Linked DNA regions of Mus musculus: region 1 is linked to region 2. A link is a contact called in public HiChIP or PLAC-seq data. All regions are on one chromosome and are shown on one strand. The core of a region is the stretch at or near the end of the contact, and the rest is flanking DNA. Distances in the headings are between cores, read along the strand shown.

Region 1 (6,528 bases), core at 2,996-5,495, 310 kb after region 2:
TAACTCAAGCTAACCTTGAATTCCTGGCATCAGATGATCTTCCTATCTTAGCAACTGGAACTAGGCACACACTCCATGCACCCAGCTTCCAGGGGCGTTTGTTTTTTAAAAGTACCCTCTATCAGCAATTGTCTGGAGTCACCAGGAGCATCAAAAACTATCAAGAGGCTGTTTGTATTCCTTCCTTGGTGATTCCAATCTGCAGACAAATTTGAGAAACATTGTCCTTGATTGATTAAATAAAAGTTCTATCAGGGGCTGGAGAGATGGCTCAGGAGTTAAGAGTACTGGCTGCTCTTCCAAAGGTCCTGAGTTCATTCCCAGCAACCACATGGTAGCTCACAGTCATCTATAATGAGATCTGGTGCCCTCTTCTGGCTTGCAGGCATACATGCAGGCAGAACAATGTATACATAAATAACATTAAAAAAAAAAGTTCTATCAGCAGGACCCAAGAGTGAGTATTTCTTTTTTTACACTTAGCAGATGGTCATAGGAAAAGTGAATCGCTGGTTTTGACTCCAGTTAAGACCCCATCACATGATAGGTTATGGTGGCGCACGCCTTTAATCCCAGCACTCAGGAGGCAGAGGCAGGTGGATCTCTTTAAGCTTGAGGCCAGCTTGGTCTACAAAGTGAGTTCCAGGACAGCCAGGACTACACAGAGATACCCTGCCTTTAAAAAACAAAAACAAACAGAGAACCCACTGGGGGGGGGGGGGCTGCTGGAGACTGCTCAGCAGCTAAGGCTACTTTCTACTCTTTTTTTTTTTTTTTTTTAACTTGGTTTTTTCAAGACAGTGTTTCTCTGTATAGCCCTGGCTGTCCTGGAACTCACTCTGTAGACCAGGCTAGCCTCGAACTCAGAAATCCACCTGCCTCTGCCTCCCGAGTGCTGGGATTAAAGGCGTGTGCCACCACACCCGGCTTTACTTTCTACTCTTGAAGACTTCAGTTTGGTTCCTAGTTAGGCCTTGAACTCACAGAAATCTACCTTCCTCTGCCTCCGGAGTGCTGGGACTAAAGGCATGCCCCATCATGCCCGGCTTTAAAAAAGAAAGAGAGAGAGAGAGAGAGAGAGAGAGAGAGAGAGAGAGAAAAGGAAAAGGAAAAGGAAAAGGAAAAAAAAAAACAACCACATTCCGAGGCCCCACCTCCATAATCTGCCTCCCAAACAACTTTCATTTGCATTTCCATCCCTGACTCCTCCTACTGCTTCTGGAGCAGGGCTCCCTACCACGGCCAGGACACCCCCTGTTACCTCTGAGCATATCAATATGCAGAAGGACTCCAACCAGGACTGCCTAGGGGGCAGAGGTTTCTGGGATTTCTCCCCACCTTTCCCATGGAACCTCCCATCAGTTATTCTGTATTCAGTCACTCATACAGACACCTTGCCTCATGTTTCCTGCAAACCTTCTTCCAACAGAGATAACCGACAACAAAAGCTCTGGCTTGCAAGGCATAACTGATCCCTCCATCTACAGCGGTGTCTGCCCTGCAAAGATTTACGCTGCACCTCAGCACGCCAAGAAGGCCCACAGCAAAGGACCCTGTTTAACAGGTTTAATGCATGCTAATCACAAGTTTCACTAACCTTGCCTATAGCCTTACCTTCCCGGTTTCAAAGTTACATCCACTAGGTAGGCACAGCACACTGGAGGGAAATCTAAAACCATCTTTTTTTCCTTAAGATTTTTACGTAGGTATATGAGTACACTGTTGCTGTCTTCAGACACACCAGAAGAGGGCATCAGATCTCATTACAGATGGTTGTGAGCCACCATGTGGTTGCTGGGAATTGAACTCAGGACCTCTGGAAGGGCAGTCAGTGCTCTTAACCACTAGGCCAACTCTTCAGCCCAGCAAACCACCACCTTTGACTCTTCAAATTTACACCTGATCTCACAGTAAGTCTCTCTTCTCACATCTCTCCTTCAACATGTCTTCCGTGGTCACAAACCCTGGTTCAGACTTACACAACCCAAACCAGCAACACAAGATCCCTGTTTGGCCTCTCCTGGCTGGCTGGCCCGTCTGTCCTGCACAGCTATGCCCCATAGCCTACAAATGCTTTCACAGTGGCCTCTCACCTCCAAGTATACCTCGGAACAGTCAGCTGGAATTAAGTTAAAATCCTGAGCCCCACTCCTCCAGAGAGCATCTGCATGTGTCTGGCACCCAGTAGGCACTCAGCCAATGTTTGATGGATTACAAACACAGACCCCCAACCAGCGAGAGCAAGCACCAGACTGTGCGGACCTTGCCAAGAGAATGTGTTATGGAAACAGCAAGGGCCAGACCGATCCAAAGACCTCTGTGATGGCCGTGTTATTCATCAAGCTCCGCACAAATAGGCCGGGAGAGAGGTCAGACTCGCTTGGCCAGAAAATGCTAGCTGTCTTCCAATTCTTTCCCAACCCGAACAACAGGGCACAATGTAACTGCTCTTTTTGGAGTATGCCCGTTCCCCTCTGCTGCCTCAGATGGCAGAGACAACAGGTTCTGGATCAGATAACCCCGGGCTCACCTCTGCTGGCCCCTTTCTTAGGCTAACCACAAGGGAGGTCAATAACTTCTAACATCCATAACCTCGGGCAGCAGTTCTCAACCAGGGGTCACAACACAAGCCCTCCGACGACTGCACAACCCTTTCACAGGGGTGGCAGATCCGACTATATTGCTTTTAGAGATTTACACTATGATTTACAACAGTAGCAAAATTACAGTTATGAAGTAGCAAAGCAGTAATTTTATGGTTGGGGGGGGTCATCACAACAGGAGGAATTGTATTATAGGGTCACAGCACTGGGAAGGTTGAAAACCACTGGCCTATGTCAGCGCAAAAGTGCAGACTCCCGGGACCCCAATCCTTCCCCGGGTCTCACTTGCTACTTGCTTTATTTTGACGTATGGTGGACTCTACTAAACAATGGGGGTATTAACGACATCTTATGTTATAGGACAGTGGCTCTTCACTGGGAAAAGTTAGCTTGTTGGAGATACTGAGTCATTTTTTGATTATTAAAACTGGGGGCATCTTGGCATCTGGTGGGTAGAGAAGGACCAGGGATGCTGTTAAACGACTCTCAACGCACAGGATATCTCTATCTCAGGAAATAACGACTTGCCTCCCCCCCCCCCCCCCCCATCAATTGTGTTGAGGCTAAGAAACCCTACAGTTTTACTCTAGGGAAAAACACTCAGGAGTCCACACGCCTGCAGTTCCTCTACCGCTCTGGACTGCCCTCACCAGCCCCGTCCTCTGAAGCCTCAGTCTCTGCTTTCACCTTGTCCAGGTTCGCATACAAACCTTCCGATGCCGGTGGACAGGATGGCCGTGGAAGTCTTCAGTTCCTCATAGAGATCTGCGCCATTTAAGGGGAAAGCCGAGAACTGCGCCAGCAACACCCTCCTCAGGGCAACGAGGGCCTGCCAATAGGGCGGACACTCAGGCTCCAGGCCCGCCAGATTGCCCCCTCAGAGCAGCGCCCCCCCCCCCCCCCATCTATCCCAAGGAACTCTGATCCTGCAGCGTGGGGGCGCAGCTGGAAGAGGGGTTGGAATGGAGCTTGCAGATCGCGAGCTCACCTTGTAGGACAAGCCACACTTCTGGGCTACTTCCTCCAAGTCAGCAGCTGCCAGGTCTGCCACTGGAAAGAGAGCAGGTGCAGGTGATTGGCAGCAGGAATGGCTTAGCCTTGCCACATTTGCCTTTTGCTCTGTTGTCAAACGGGATTAAGGTCTTATTCTACTACCTATCTCGAGCACGCAGGCCCTGATGCAGGACCGACCCCGCAAAGGGCCCAGCACTCAGTAAAATCCTCTGCCTCGGCTCCTGCGAACCCAGCTTCCTCAGAAAGTCAGAGGAAGAGTGCGGCCATCCTGTTAGAGCAAAAGGCCCCGTATGTGTACCACGACCACGGTGCCGACCCCCGGGGTAGTGCCCATGAGGTCACCTGTTTTTATCTTTCGGCCTCTGAGAAGCTGGACGGTCTCCTCGGTGAGGCCCGGGCACAGCCCTGCCCTGAGCATGCCCATAGTCCCTACAAACCCAGGATGCCCTGGGGGCTCTCTGTCACTTGGGCGCTCGCCGAGTCCCCCACTCTGGGCATTCCTCAGTTCTACTTAGGGAAAAGGTCCTGGCGTGCCAGCGCGGGACGAAGGGGCGGGAAGAGGATGCAAGTCGAGGTGAGGGACACTAACCCTTCCCAACTCGCAAGACTCTAGGCGCCCTAGGCCCGCCCCCTCCGGCCGACGCTTCCGGGTTCCGGGACTGGAGCGTCTTTTGTAGGCCAGGCCTGCAGCGCCATCTGCTGACCATGAGGGCAAACACAGAGGCTTTGCGACTCGCGCCAGCCACCTGCAAGCACACCTAGAGCTTACATACATGCACAGAGACACAAGCACACACACCGACACACACACACACACACACACACACACACACACACACACACACACACACACACACACACACACACACACACACACACACACATTTTGTGTGTCCAGCGAGTCTTCCAACGAGTCTCTTGTGTATACCAGCCTCTATTTGCAAAGCTAGGGGACACTCACTCTACCTAACTCAATATTTACAGAGTGAAGCATCCCTGACTTCTAGTAGCATTCTTGTTAGGAAGACAATGAAAGTGGATCAATTCAGATCATTACAGATTGTATGATCAAGCTGAGATCCAGCGAAGTTCACAGAGAGTACCTGTGTCCCTATATTTTCCAAATTTATCAAGTTCTATCTTACGTATATAGATGTTTTGCCTGCATGGATGTCTATGCAATCCTGGCATGCCTGGTACCCAAGGCAGCCAGAGAGAGGGTCAGATCCCTTGGACTGGAGTTACAGATGGTTAAGAGCCACCATGTGGGTACTGGTCTTCTGGGAGAGCAGTCAGTGCTCTTAACCACTTAGCCATTTGTCTAGCCCAACATTTTCCAGAGGTTTTAATGGAAGTAGGGAAATGCTTGAGTATATAAAATACTATTTTGATTTTTTTAACCACATCTAGTGGAAGAAATAAAGCAGTTTTACAAAACCCACGAGTGAGGTTCTATTTCTGCCTGTATTTTGTAGTTGAAGGAATTTGGGCTCAGTAAGATTGTTATTCTTTGATTTATACAGATAGGAAGCACAGAACTGAATCTCCAGTCCATATCCAGCTGCAGGGCTCATTTTTAGAAATATCTCCTCATGTTCACCATTGTCTCTCAATCTTTCAAGGTGTTTGGAATCCTGGCCCTGAAACCAGCTACTCTGTGAGCTACAACCCACAGTAAGCTTTCACTGTGCCTGCGTTACTGGCTATGGTGGGATTTGCTGCTTAGATCCCAGGATAGAGAGCCTTAGAAGTATCAGTAGGCAAAGGCCTTCTCTTCAAAGTCTGGTTGGCTCAGGCCAAGTGGTGTTCTCTGTGCCACTAGCCTGCTACCCCTTCCTGGACAGCTCTAAAGAGGCACAGGCAATTAAGCCTTTTGAAGTCCTCAGAAGAGGACCGAGTAGTTGTGACCACAAACGTGACCTAGAGAGGGTCATGTGTGCTGGAAGGGGCCATCAAGTTTCTTTCTTGGCTCAAGCCCACCCCTAACCCAGGCGTTTGGTCTGTCCAGCTGCACAGCAAACTTCCTATCAAGGGGAGGCTGGCCCCCCGATTGTTACACTCTGTGATGATTGTGAAGTCAGAGCACTGCAAACCTTCTCACCCAAATGAAGGGTGAGACCTTTGCCTCAGTTTTTCTCTGCTTCCTGCCAGCTGGTTGTCCTGGAGGGTGGTGGCAACCCTGCGCCCCACCCACACCAGATGGCGACGGTATTCTGTAAAGTGGGGGGTGGAGAGGAGGCTGTACCGAAGAAGGAAGCCCTCAATGTTATCAATGTGATTGACCAACTGCCAAAGCCCTGTCCAAATCCTAAGTTTATTAACCGGTCCATGGCTACCAAAGGCCTCCTGCTCCCGTCAAGACGCAGCTTGGCCAGCTTCTCAGAGGAAGAAAACACCGATGTCATGTAAGACACGATTTGGGGTCCTCATTTCTAAGGCTGGAGAAGCTTTGCAGCCCACTGTGGTGGGTCCTTCAGGGAAGAACATATCAGGAGGTTCCCCATGCACCCGCCCTGAGCCCCACATCAGTTTTGAGAGGATGTGGGTTCCCCATTCTAGCTGACCTTCCTGGACTAGCCAGGGGGTGCTTCCTATTCTGCTTGCCACTCTCTGCTACCCCTGTCTTCTCTCCCTCATTTCTCTCACTTTAATGCCCCACCTGCCTTCCAGCTGAGGTTCACTGGTCTGCTAAGTCAGTCTGAATTTTCTCTGCTTCATACCACAAAACTCTCTGCTTCCTGGTGAGAAATATGACCCAGCATCAAGTTGGGGGATGCAGAGGTGGGAAACATGGTCCCTGCCTCCAAAAAAAATGTCACGCCTGGTGCCAGTGGTGTCAGAGGTGGGGGGCATCAGACAATAAAGGAGATACAGTACAGCCTGGTAAATGCCGTCACAGGGCAGCTTGAGA
Region 2 (7,291 bases), core at 4,052-6,551:
TGTCCCGAATGCAGCCGAGGCTCAGTGGACACAAACAACATTGCCCTCATAAATGCAGATTTTCCGGGAATGCTGCATAACTCTTGGACTAGTCTGCAGAGGTGCCCAGTGCAGCTGTCTCTCAGTTTGCATAGTGGTGGCATTCCTGGGAAACTCTGTGTGTGTGTTGAATTTTTAACATAAATACCTTATGTTTCCTTATAAACCACAGAGTTAGGTTCCTGGTCATAGCAATTAGCAACAGGTTGTCACCTACCTGAATATCGACCAAACTATTTGAAATTCATGTGGATAAAGGGTAACTCTGCAGCACAGAAGGCCATCTATGTATTGATGAACCTATGTATTGATGAATCTATGTATTGATGAATCTTTTAGTGCCCTTACTCCCTCTCCAAAGGACCAGCAACATCCCTATAGTGATGATGGATATAGCAACATCCCTATAGTAATGATGAATATAAAACATGTCTCTCACTTGCTCACAAAACTGTCCATACATGACAGCCTTGTGCCATGGAAATTTCCTGGGCTTTTCCTACCTTGGAGGTCTCCAAAGGACAGATACACTTGCCCTTTCCTGATCATCTCTGTGCTCTAGAAGCTATAGAAGGTATACAGTGGGTGCTCAATAAATTCCCATTCTCTGAAGCCCATGAAATGCACACTACTGCCATGTTCCTCTGTCAGCTCCAGAAACCACCTGCAGGTGTATCCACAGCTTCCGGTGCCTCCATCTGTATGCCATTTCTAGCCCCAGGCTGACTATGCCCCTGTACAGACAGACCAAACAAATATAGCGCACCTATGGCTTCCAATAGACATTTGAGAGTGAGACTGGAGCTCAATGGGTAAGTTTCCACTCTTTCCCTCTTCCTATAATCAGTCTGATACTTGGTCCCTTCCCTAGGAGATGGAGGGTGTCATAGATACCCTCAAATCTACCCCTCACATACCTGCCTTTACCAATCTTCTGCCTTACCACCTCCACTCTCTCAAAGCACTTCCTAGGGTCCTCCGCTCAAACACAGCTTCCACCCATACTGTCTCCTGATGTCTTGGGCACCATTACTACCCTGAAAACTACTGACTGACTCAAGCAACTATGGTTTCTTCTTTCATCCAGTTCTACAAGCCAGCAAGGTAGCTATTGAGGTCCCCCACCCTCATGTCACTCACGGAGCTGTGTTTGGCTGTAGGGTCTGCTGACCTGGAAGGTAGAGCTAGCCTTGCCCTTGCAACAGTGACACAGACCATTGGCTAGGGCAGACTCAGTATCCTTCTCAGAGCTTCTTGTCCTAGGAACTACATTGGTTGCTGTCCATGGTAGCCTTAGGACCTCACCTAGGATGGCCAAAGATGAAACAAGCCCAAGAGCCCAAGTCCTGATCCTCACCCTTTATCCTTCCCAGAAGCTTCGTTCTGTAGGCCAATGTGTCTCAAAATCAGCTCAGCTTCATGGGGCTGGAGAAGCAGATCCAAATAGGACTGAACGTAAGATGAGACTACAGTCATTAAGTCTTCCACTGCAGGGGGGAGGAGGTGGAGTTCTTGCTATAGAGCAGGCTCACCCGGAGTTAAGACATTAGTAGGCAGGATATCCATTAGGGCTCTGATGGGAAGGCTGCAAGTTAAAGAACAACCTGCTTAAGAGAAGTGGATTCAGACAGTGAAATTAGCAGATCACCACCAGCATGGCCCACCTAAGTGAGTGGGATAAGATTAGTGAAAGAAAGCACACCTATTACCATCCTTGTGCTTCCCAAGTGCAGACTGACTGAGCCTTGCAATCTCCAGGCACGCAGGCCTGGAAGCCATTGAGACTTCTCAGCATCTCTAACTCCACTCTCCAGCCTGAGCTTTTTCCACAGGACCATGTAATTCACCAGGGTACAGTTCCATGAGCAGTTCGTGCTGTGTGCCCATGGGGGGTGCCTGTAATTCAGTCACGTCTCTAGGGATAATTAAAACCTCCTCCTCAAAACAGGAAGCCTTGAAATAGCTCTGCAGCCACATACCTTGTGCCTGCTGAACTGCAGGGGCTCTCGGAGCAGCAGGAGGAGGTCACAGTGCCATCACACCCTTGAAGAATCCTCCCATCAAGGCCAAGCCAGACAAAGAAGACACCATACTGCAGCAGCTCAGAAAGCTTAGTGCCATCACTGGGGGCTGTGTTCAGACCACACATGCTACCCTACATTCATGAATGACAGTGAGGACAAAGGAAAGTCTGACTAGGTGAGCTGGACTGTCTAAGGTCAGGAGCAGGGATGGGAAGCCTTTCTGGATATCAGGAAGTGAGAGGGCATCAGTCTTGAAGAATGTGACTCTGTATCTCGTACTGGGCTGGCTAGTCATCTGGACCCATTCCCAAAGGGTGACATTTTCCAGTCTGTACCCATTTCACAGGCCCGGAAGCTGAGTCTCAGGGACTTGAGCTTCTATGCTTAACAGCATATAAAGCTGCTATGAGAACAATCAGAGACCCAGATATTTTGACTCCAGGGTCTATGGGAATGTCTGTCTGTCAGGGAAAACAAACTAGGGGAACTCTGAACAGCAGAGGGAAGGCGTTCTTCAATGAGGAAGCAATAGTCTGCCTTAAATCTTTGATGGCCAGCCACAGAAGACAAATGAGCTTTAATCTGCACATCTCCAAAGGCCAGAAATGCTGTGGATAGATGTTATCACAGGGCAGGTTTAATTTAGTAGGGAGAATTTAACAGGTAGAACTTGTCCACTGTGCAGTGGGGAGGTGGGCCGCTCTATGTATCTGAAAGCACGTAAGCTCAGGCTGAATGCCCACCCAAAACTTCTGCAGGAAGGCTAGACCTGACCCTTTGTACCCTCTTTCAGCATTCTCTAGAAAAGGCTAAGTGGCTGGGTTGCCAAGGCTCAACTGACAGATGGGCTCTGGACCCCAACCTCCCAGATTCTCCTTTGCAGCTTTCCAGACAAAGTGTGAGCTGGGGATGGTGAGAGAACAGGAGGTCCCTGCCACTACCTGCCCACATGCTGAATGGTGAGGCATTAACCTGGTGGCCCTTCATCAGAGACTGCACACACAGCTTCAGGATGGATCTGGCCAGCCATTCCTCCAGTTTCAATTACTCTGCAAGAAGTTCACCTGCTGGCAGGAGGCAGAAAAGGCATAAGACAGAGAAGATGAACTTCCCTGAGAACTGTGGTATGCTCTCAGCCTGTGCAGGGGACTGCAAAGGAGGGTCTTCTCGGCCCTATTTCAGCCAGACCCACTAAACTGCAGCCCCTGGGTTTCCTGAGCCAGGCTGAGAGAGCTGAGTAAGAAAATGGGGAACATTGAGGCTCTCAAGACAGCCAAGGCCAGAAAAGTGACCAGTGGGACCCCAAAAGATGTTGAACCCCATGCACACCCACCATGGAGGGGTGGTGCACTGAAGATGACATGGTATCTTTGAACTAAGAGGTTTCTATTACTTTTAAATAACCTTTCTACCTTTGTTCCTCTGGAGTCTGCCAGTCCTAAGGGATCCAAGAAAGGCCAGTTAGCCTTCAGGCTTCTTTCTGTCTCCTGAACTTACCAGGGTGTTGTCATTCACAGAGGTCTCCAGAACAGAGTGGTCTCAGAATCTATCGAACCCTCTACCTCTACCCTATGACAGGTATCCTATGCCATTGGGAAGTATCCCGGATAGTGAGGAATCCTGGCAGTGTGGGAGGAACTCCCAAAGCATCTCTGGGGAAGATATTAACCCTCCACGGAAGGAGCTTTCTGAATGACAGGAAGATCCAGAGCCCTGATCCGAGGAGGAAGAACAAAAATCGGCTCTCACACAGCTGCTAGCCAGGGTGCCGCCCTCGACAGTGCTCCTACAAGTGGGTGCTGAGCAGGGCAGTGCATCCACACTTCAGGAGCCCCCCCCCCAGGTTTACCTGGGTACAGCAAGGCTCTGAAGCGGCCTCTCTTCTTCCACATGCAGCCTCAGAAGCTGCTTGTGGGAGCAGAGAACCACAGGGTTCTATGTGTTGATGGCAGCCAAGGAGAAGAGACTTATTAATTTAATCCTTAAACAAATTTACAGAAATTGTCGGTGGATTTTCAGGAAACCCAGGAAAATGGTTTCTAGGGGAGCCGGCAGATTCTCCCCACTGTGTGTAGTGCGAGTCGGCAGAAATGAAGCTGCGTTATCAGAGCCCTTTCCCCAGTGCTCTCAGGCATGGAGCCCACCTTTTGGCTTACCTCCTCTCAGATTGCTCTCCATAAGCAGAGCCAGAAAACTGGCTGGGGAAGACCTGCAGCTTTCATCACTAATCCAAGGGATTAACTGGGCAAGCAAGGCAGATACTTAACTATTTGTATCACTGTTTAACGAATGGGGAAACTGAGGCAGAAAAGGATTCAGTATCTCATTGCCAGAGGTCCCACAGTTTCTTGGTGGCAGATGTAAGGTTCAAACCAGGGTGCCTGCTCCTTCCCCCCACCCCACCCCCAAAAAATCAGCATTACAACTTCTTTGTTCTACAACCTTAATCTCTCTCTCTCTCTCTCTCTCTCTCCCTCTCTCTCTCTCTCTCTCTCTCTGTTTTTGTTTTTCAAAAGAGGGTTTCTCTCTGTAGCTCTGGCTATCCTGGAACTCTCTCTGTAGACCAGGCTGGCCTTGAACTCAGAAATCCGCCTGCCTCTGCCTCCCAAGTGCTGGGATTAAAGGCGTGTGCCACCACTGCCTGGCTCTTATGTCTCTTTCTTTTGCCTTTATCAAGAAGAGAAGCCACACACCATCTTCCCATCCTCACGGGGATTCTAGGCCAACTACCCTTTCTGATGTCCTCAAGGGCAGCCTGATTGTCATCCCAGCCAGTTGCCCAGTGTCCACGCACCTTGTCACTCTGTGCCACCTGCCTCTTGGGCAATCTTTTATCCTGGTGGAATTCAGCGCTTTCTTGGAAGTTTAGTCTTCAAGAACTCAGACTTGAAGTCTTTTTCACCCACAATCCATCTGGGTCCGTGAGGCACAGCCTCTTGGATGGAATCCCAGGCCTTAGTTGGAATCTCACAGCAACTCCCCTGTTTGCTCACTAAGACTGCCGACGTCATTAGCCTCAGCTCCAGGCACTGCATTGACTCAGTCCCAGCTGAGTGCATCCCCCAACCCTAAGGAGGTTAGGGCCAGTTAACCCACTCTGAGAGGTCACTGATCCAGCACTGATAAGGAATTAGAAAAGCCCTGACCAGCCAGCAACCCTTCCCAGGCCACCGTCCCTGGTCAGACTCCAGTGCCTCCATCCACTAGAGCCCTCATTAGCATCTTAATGTGAGGAGCATATGCAATGAGGCATCAGAGAAAATCCCCGGCATTTAAATTCATTAACAGTCCCTGGAAGTCTTCAGTGCGAGGTGGAATTATCACTAAACTGCTTTTAACTTACCAGCTGTGCACTAAACTGCCAGCCATGAAGGCTGGGTGTTAGAGTCTGGCAGGAAGGCCTAGAGGGGTACTGCTGTCTGGGAGCCTAAACTCAGGGATGCCCGGGCTGCTGGCTGGAGGGCTCTGTTTCCTAGATTTCTGTTGGGCACCCTAACGATGAGTGAAAAATTCAATCAACCAGCTGGCTTGTCTGCTTAGGAACAATCAGCCGGCTCGACTGATATTGATGTGTCCGTGCTTTTCCGGTTAACTTCCATGACCCAGCTCTCTCTGCTCCAAATCTGATGGATGACAGGGAAGATGTTTCTCCACTCCCTGGAGCAGCTTCCTTCTTTCTGGCCAGCCTCTCCCAGAGTTCCATCTGATCTGCCCAAGGCATCTCCTGGCACCCTCTCCTCCCTGCTCCTGGTTTCTACCTACCCTGTTGGTCCCCCATCCTAGCAGGCAGCCTACAGTGTCAAACTCTTGCTAAGTATTGTCTTCTCTACATGCCTTGATTGACATCCCATCCCGAGGCGAATGTGTAGCCTGTGTAGACCCCAGATTATAGTCATCCCTGGCACCAAAAGCCGAGCTCAGCTAAGATCCGTGGAACCCATTAATTGATTGACGAAATCTTCTTTGCCTGTGGTGTCAATCACAGAACCTGGTGCACCGTAGTGTCTCAATAAATATTTGCTGAATAAATGTTGGGTGACAGATAAATGCTTACAGCGGGAATAAGGTGGGGTGAGGTGGTTAGGATTTAGAAATTCAATGCTCTGTTCAACAAATATTAATTGTGTGACTAATCAGAGTAAGCTATGGTTAATATTTATATTAGCCTTCCTATCTGCAAAGCCCACAGTGTGAGCTGGTCTAATTTTTGTAACAAGCCTGGGAACAGGATTCTAATATTATACTTGTTTTACAGATGGGGAAACTGAGGCCATTAATTGGCTTGCCCCAGGCTGTCTGGCATAGGAAAGCAAGGATTTGAACCTGGGAAGGCTAGATCAAGATCAATGCTCACTGGTAGGTGTTAATCAAGAGACATTATCTGCAATTTTACATTTCCAACCCCCATCCTGAAAAGTTAAAATAAGTGAGTGAGATTAATTTTTAAAGATATTTTATTTAACCTGATGAATCCAATATGTGATCTTTTCAATGCAGAGTGAACATTTAAAAGGCATTAATGAGACACTTATGTCCTCGTTTTCACACTAAGACTGGGAAATCAGTGGCCGTTTAAGGTTCACGGACCCGGCTGCATTGCTCAAAAGCCCTGTGTTGGCTGTGGCCCTGGGGAGGATGCTTCTGAGCTGCATTCAAAGCTACTATGTGCTTCTGCTCTCCAGCTTACCCCAGATCTGGACTTGGAAAACACAAGAGATGAACCAGACACAGTCCGGTTCAAGGAAGGCGTGGTTTTCTCAGTACCCAAGGCACAGCGATACCATAGAGGGTGTAGTGGCTATTCCTGGTTGTCAACTTGACTATATTTGGAATGAACTACAATCCAGAATTGGAAGGCTCACCAGTGACCCTTATCTGGAGGCTTGGAGATCCTTATCTGGATCTTGGTTTGAAGATCTTGAGTCATAGTGGCTATGGATTCCAGAAGATTGAATCTCCGAGTTTAAGGAACACACCTTTAATCTGGGCTACACCTTCTGCTGGAGACAATATAAGGACATTGGAAGAAGGGAGTCTAGCTCTTGCTCTTGCTCCTGCTCCTTCGCCTGCTTGCTGCGTGAGACTGAGTAACTGCTAGATCCTTGGACTTCCATTCACAGCTGCGACTGAACAATTGTAAGGAATTGGGCTGCCGACTGTAAGTCATCAATAAATTCCTTTACTATCTAGAGACTATCCATAAGTTCTGTGACTCTAGAGAACCCTGA

What was found. HiChIP or PLAC-seq counts read pairs in DNA pulled down with a chosen protein or histone mark.
Region 1: a contact with region 2 is called in an H3K4me3 HiChIP or PLAC-seq map of embryonic basal ganglia, with 2.9 times the contacts expected there. The contact joins the promoter of Rad51d here to the enhancer-like site in region 2. A contact is called at or near these places in 10 of 39 promoter capture datasets (the 3T3-L1 cell line, cranial neural crest, embryonic stem cells and 6 more), 3 of 115 datasets of contacts at active chromatin or transcription factors (craniofacial prominence, embryonic basal ganglia and embryonic limb bud) and 3 of 9 other capture datasets (adipose tissue, liver and pancreatic islet).

The regions. Positions count from the first base shown.
Region 1 is chr11:82,886,379-82,892,906 of GRCm38.p6, forward strand. Rad51d (RAD51 paralog D) reads right to left here and starts at 4,246. Exons shown (of 10, transcript NM_011235.4): 1 at 3,960-4,246; 2 at 3,592-3,653; 3 at 3,314-3,432. The coding sequence starts at 4,041. It overlaps Fndc8 (fibronectin type III domain containing 8), which reads left to right and starts at 5,767. Exons shown (of 4, transcript NM_030224.1): 1 at 5,767-6,022. The coding sequence starts at 5,817.
Region 2 is chr11:82,574,895-82,582,185 of GRCm38.p6, forward strand. No RefSeq gene overlaps it. Among named protein-coding and RNA genes, the nearest start is that of Gm24612, 18 kb to the right of the region's middle. Within about 2 kb of position 5,302, at least 40 of the 459 cell types and tissues checked have an H3K27ac peak or open chromatin away from gene starts, as enhancers often do. A contact at or near this core is called in embryonic basal ganglia, where this site is marked.